2 separate regions of the Canis lupus genome follow, and region 2 is linked to region 1. A link is a contact called in public Hi-C data. All regions are on one chromosome and are shown on one strand. Each heading gives the region's core, a stretch centred on a gene start, on an enhancer-like site or on the middle of the called end of the contact. The rest is flanking DNA. Distances are from core to core; before and after follow the strand shown.

What was found. Hi-C and Micro-C count contacts between places; a contact is called where the count stands out from the background.
Region 2: a Hi-C map of blood shows a contact between it and region 1, with 1.8 times the contacts expected there. The contact joins the promoter of RCAN1 here to the promoter of SMIM11A in region 1. A contact is called at or near these places in 2 of 9 Hi-C or Micro-C datasets (both in blood).

The regions. Positions count from the first base shown.
Region 1 is chr31:29,461,249-29,464,074 of UU_Cfam_GSD_1.0, forward strand. It overlaps SMIM11A (small integral membrane protein 11A), which reads left to right and starts at 1,378. Exons shown (of 4, transcript XM_038581421.1): 1 at 1,378-1,521.
Region 2 is chr31:29,673,543-29,676,242 of UU_Cfam_GSD_1.0, forward strand. It overlaps RCAN1 (calcipressin-1), which reads right to left and starts at 1,315. Exons shown (of 4, transcript XM_038581430.1): 1 at 981-1,315. The coding sequence starts at 1,223. It overlaps CLIC6 (chloride intracellular channel protein 6), which reads left to right and starts at 1,566. Exons shown (of 10, transcript XM_038581426.1): 1 at 1,566-1,863; 2 at 2,580-2,700.

The DNA of each region.
Region 1 (2,826 bases), core at 128-2,627:
CAGAGTTCAGAAGAGGTTGGAAAAGGAGCTCATGGTACTTGCTGCCCTGATACGAGTCTACATATAGGAGTCTACATCCAGACTACTGAGCGTCAGCTTCCAGCTGTGGCACTGGTTGGCTTTAAAATCCTGGGCATATAATGTTTGTCCTTCTCCAATTGACTTATTTCACTCAGCATAATACCCTCCAGTTCCAGCCACATCGAAGCAAATGGTGGGTATTTGTCATTTCTAATATATGGTCTCATTCATTTGGGGAATATAAAAAATAGTGAAAGGCAATAAAGGGGAAAGGAGAAAAAATGAGTGGGAACTATCAGAGAGGGAGACAGAACATGAGAGACTCCTAACTCTGGGAAAGGAACTAGGGGTGGTAGAAAGGGAGGTGGGCGGGGGGTGGGGGTGACTGGGTGAGGGGCACTGAAGGGGGCACTTGATGGGATGAGCACTGGGTGTTACTCTATATGTTGGCAAATTGAACACCAATAAAAAATAATAATAAAAAAAAAAAAGATCCTGGGCAGAGGGCAGCCCGAGTGGCTCAGCGGTTTAGCGCTACCTTCAGCCCAGGGCGTGATCCTGGAGACCCAGGATTGAGTCTCACATAGGGCTCCCTGCATGGAGCCTGCTTCTCCCTCTGCCTGTGTCTCTGCCTCTGACTCTCTCTCTCTTTGTCTCATGAATAAATAAATAAAATGTAAAAACAACCCTGAGCAAATCCCTTTAATCTCTTAGTGCCTCCACTTCCTCACCTGCGAGTTGGCTATTTTACCTCCTCTATGGTCTTCTTGTGAGACTTCAGTGGGACCTCACAGTGCTCAGGACAAAGCTAGTTTTATCCTCCCCCCCCCCCTTTTTAAAAGGATTTCATTTATTTACTCTTGAGAGACACAGAGACAGCGAGAGGCAGAGACTAAGAGGGATGAAAGAGAGGCTCATCCCCGAAGAGCCAGATGTGGGCCTCGATCTCATGACCCGGCGGGGTCAGACCTGAGCCAAAGGCAGACGCTCAACCACCGAGCCATAGAGCATCCCTAGCTTTGTCACTTTCTATCGGAAAACTTGGCTTGTGGGCAGAACTAAAGCCTCCGCCGCTCGGGCTGTCCCTTCCTCTGCACCCCGGCATCCTGTCCTTCATCACCACACACGTCACCATGCGATCTGGCGTTCGGCCCCCCGGGTTCGGATCCAGCGGAGCGCGTCGTTGCCAAGCCGCGCGTTCTCTCGCGCCAGCCGCTCAGTCTCCGCTTGCAGGGGTCCTCAGTCCCGAGGGGGAGCCGAGCCCGGAGAGCGAGCTCCGGGAACACGCCCGGGGGTGGCCCCGGCCTCGATCTGGGGTCGGGCGCGCCCTCCCGTGGGGCAGGGACCGCGCGCTGAAGCGGGAGCCGGGGAAGCCAGCACCGCGGGCTGGCGCCGTCCCTGGGGAAGATGCACGCATTTTGTCAAACAAGATGAACGCTAAGTTTGTAGACTCGATCCTCGGGGCGCAGGACTCCCCGCCTCCGTGCGCCCGCAGCTCAGGTGAGCGCAGGACGCGCGCATCTCCGCGCCTGGACCACCAATCGTGACCCGCCCCGCGCTGCGCCTGCGCGCCGCCCCCCCCCCCCCCCCCCGCCCAGCAGCCCGGGCCCACTGCGCCGGCGCGCGCTGCGGTGCATTTCGGGATGTGTAGTTTCCTCCCCGCACGCTGGGAGTCTCGCTTCCTGTGCAGGCCTGGCGCCGGCTCCTCCGCGGCCTGCAGCTGTAAGTGGGTGACATCGGTCAGCGGAGCCTGACCCGAGGCCCGGCCGCTCTTTAGGGCGCTGGGGAGTCGCGTGGCCGCCCCGCGTCTGCGCCTGCTGTCGCGGATGCCCGCCGGCCGGCGCCGGGTCGGCGGGGCGGGGGCGGGGGCGGGAGGGTGCCAGCCGCCGCAGCCCCCACCTGCGGGTCGTCGCCCCGGCCCGGTCGTCCAGGCCTCGCGGGGTCCGCGGCCCGGGCACCTGCAGCTGCCACCCCACCCCCCAACCTCTCAACTGCCAACGAGCGGGGGAAGAGTTGGGGTGCCCCGGGGAGAGCCTGGGGATGCGCCCGCGCTCGCAAGGCTCAGGGTCCCGCTTAGTGGCGGAGGCACCAAGACACAGACGGCCCTGGAGGTTGTTAGGGGTGCCAAGAAGGAAACGTAGATTGTGGACGATATTCTGTTCAGATGGCTTTCTTTTTTCTTTTAAGATTTTATTTATCAATGAGAGACACAGAGGCAGGGACACAGGCAGAGGGAGAAGCAGGCCCCATGCAGGGAGCCCGATGTGGGACTTGATCCCAGGTCCCCGGGGTCACACCCTGGGCCAAAGGCAGGTGCCAAACCGCTGAGCCACCCGGGAATCCACCCCCCCCCCCCCCCCGCCCCCAGATTGCTTTCATCGGTGGATGGGGCTTCTGGTTTTGGGGGAGAAAACTGGCAAAGGAAAAAAATGAGACTTTTTTTTTTTTTTTTTTTTTTGCAGTAAAGGAGACAGAACCATTTCTATCCAAGGCATTGCTATTTTTCAGATGTTAAGCTAAGATTGTGGATGAGTCCAGAGAAAGTCTAAAACTCCCTGCACTTCTTAGATTTTATACCTCAGAATTGCCCCTGTCTCGTTGGCTTTTGCAGTGCGGCCCTCAGATACCACCTGCGCCTGTGTCTAATACTGCAGCAGGTGTGCACCTGCGGTGCCGGAGCTAAGAGCCTGCGGATGTTTTTAGCTTTCTCAGTTCTCCTTTGCTGAAGTCCTGCTGGGGTGCTACAGAAAGGGCTGAGTTGGCTGCTGTAATTGCAGGGGGAGGGGGGAAGGCATCAGTTGGAGG
Region 2 (2,700 bases), core at 65-2,564, 210 kb after region 1:
GCATGGAAAGCATCACTTTTTTTTTTTTTTTTTGACAGCTGCTCTCCTCCTGAGGCATATCTCTCAAAGACAGGCTTTATTCTGCAATGCCTCCGTTGTCCAAATTCTATTGTGCACGCTAATTGCAGATCTGAAATAAATTCCTCCTCCCCGCCACGCCACCACCACTGATTACTCATACCTGCCCCCTCACCCTCCTAAGTTTCTAAACTGGGTAGCTATTTAAAATAATAATAATAATAATAATAATAATAATAATTAAAAATGAGCTCCTCATGTACTGAGTGTCCCGATGGTGGCATGTCACCCCTTCACGTAGCAAGATTCCTGACTATTGTAAGGGCCTAGAGAATGGGTCCCTTCCCCCTCCCCATTCCCCCCCCTTTGCCCTCCCCAACACTGTTCCACCAAAACTGGCCAGCCACAGGATAATGAGCAACCACAGATCCTCACCCAAACATTGGCTTTTCTTCCAAGAGTGCAGATTGAGAATGCAGGGACGTTGTCCTATTTATGAACAGTGAGTCACGTCGCCGCTGCACGTCTGTTCCCAGCTCCCGATGAATGAGGGGAGCCCCCTTCCCCAAAGGAGTTACTAAGCGCAGAGCGACGGTGCAGCGTGCCCCGGGGGCGGCAGTGCGCGCTCCCGGCCCCCCCCCCCCCCCGCTGCGCCCACCCCGGGGCACCCGCGTCTCCGGGAGGCGAGGACCAGCCGCGGTCCACGGCGCTGCGCCCGGAGCCCCGCCTCGGGGTGCGCGCGCGGCCCGGCCCGGCCCGGCAGGTGCTCGGGGACCCGGGAGCCCCGGGGAGCGCGCCCCCGCCCGGCCAGGAGCGGCCCGCGCGCGGCGACCCGCGCTGCACCGGCTGCCCCGGGCCCCCGGCTGCACAGGCTGCCCGCGCCGCCGCCTCCGGGCAACAAGTGTCCGCCCTCCGCCCTCCGCCCTCCGCCCTCCGCCCTCCCCCGACGGCCCGGCCCTCACCCGGCACAGGCCGTCCACGAACACGCGCGGGTCCAGGTGGCAGGCGATGGTGGCGCTCGGCAGGTCCTGCAGGTCCACCTCCTCCATCTCGCAGTCGATGAAGCTCCAGTCGCCGCCGCCCTCGTCGGCCTCGGCCGCCCCCGAGAACGGCGCGAAGGGCCGAAGCGTCCCCCCGGGCTGCGCTCGCGCCTCGGCCGCCTCGGCCGCCGCCCGGAGCCGGGGCCCGGCCACGGCGTCCTCCATCCCCGCGCCCCAGCCCGCGCGCCCCCCGTGCGCCCCCGTCGGCCGGGCCGGGCTCGCGCGCGCGCCCCTCGCGCTCTCCCGCCCGCCGACTCGGCGGCTCACCCCCTCCGGCTCCCGTCGCTGCCGGCGGCGCTCACCGGGGCTCCCCCGCCCCGCTCCCGACGCGGCCTCCGCGCGCAGGCCCCGCCCAGCCCCGGGGGCGGAGCTCGGGAGGGCTTAGCGGCGGGCCCTTTAAGGCCGCCCCGCCCCGCGGTCGACGGTGCCCCGCCCTTCCAGGAGAGGAAGCCAATAAGGGAACGGGATTGTCCTCACGTGACCCTCATGCTACCGCCCTCAACCCGAAGCCTCGCGGTGGCCATACTGGTTAGGGGCAAAGGCCTGTTCAGCCAGTTCCACTTTTCCGGCGGCTGGTGTCAGCTGCGCGGCGCCAGGCAGCGTCTTGGGCGCCGGATGGTACCTGGAGCCGCAGCGCTTCTCTGGTTCCCCAGGCGGTGACGTTTGGAGGCTCGCAGGCCAACTCTGGGGGGATTTAAGCGAGATTCAGTTTTGGCTGTGGCTCCGTGGCTATCGGCAAGCGGTTAGATGCTTACCGTATATGATCGCATATAGTCGCAGCAGGCGATGCACCAGCCTTATTTTTGTATGTCCGCTTATTAGTCATCATTGTTCAAAATTTAAACAATGTAAATTTTTGGGTTACCACTAAGTGCTATCTACAAGAGGAGATAGATAATGAAAGGAAGAAGCATCGGTCCCTACCATTGGGGAGTTTGTAGAGGGAAGGCGAGCGGTTAGATGCTTACCGTATATGATCGCATATAGTCGCAGCAGGCGTTGCACCAGCCTTATTTTTATAAGTCAGCTTATCTATCATTGTTCAAAATTTATATGATCAGAAGTGAGTATTTGGGTTACCAGTAAGTGCTATGTACAAGAGGAGATAGATAATGAAAGGAACGAAGCATCGGTCCCTATCATGGAGCTTATAGAGGGAAGGCGAGCGGTTAGATGCTTACCGTATATGATCGCATATAGACGCAGTGAGCGTTGCCCTAGACTGTTGACGGCAGTACCTTATTTTTATCGTTGCACTAGGCTGTTGACGGCAATACGTTATTTTTATATTTCAGCTTATTAGTCATTCTAGCATTGTTCAAAATTCACATAATCAGAAGTAAATGTTTGAGTTACCACTAAGTGCTATGTACAAGAGGAGGTAGATAATGAAAGGAACAAAACATCGGCCCCTACCATTGGGGAAGTTTATAGAGGGAATGCACAAGTTCTCAAAACAGCTTCTCTCTCTCTCTCTCTCTCTCTCTCTCTCTCTCTCTCTCTCTCTCTCTCCCCTGGCAGGCAGAATAGATGGAATTCCTTCGCCGTGAAAGACGACGTGATGCAGTGAAAACCTAGGTCTGAATTTCAGCTTTGCTGTTAATGACTGGGACGAGTAACTTGAGTCTTAGTTTCCTGATCT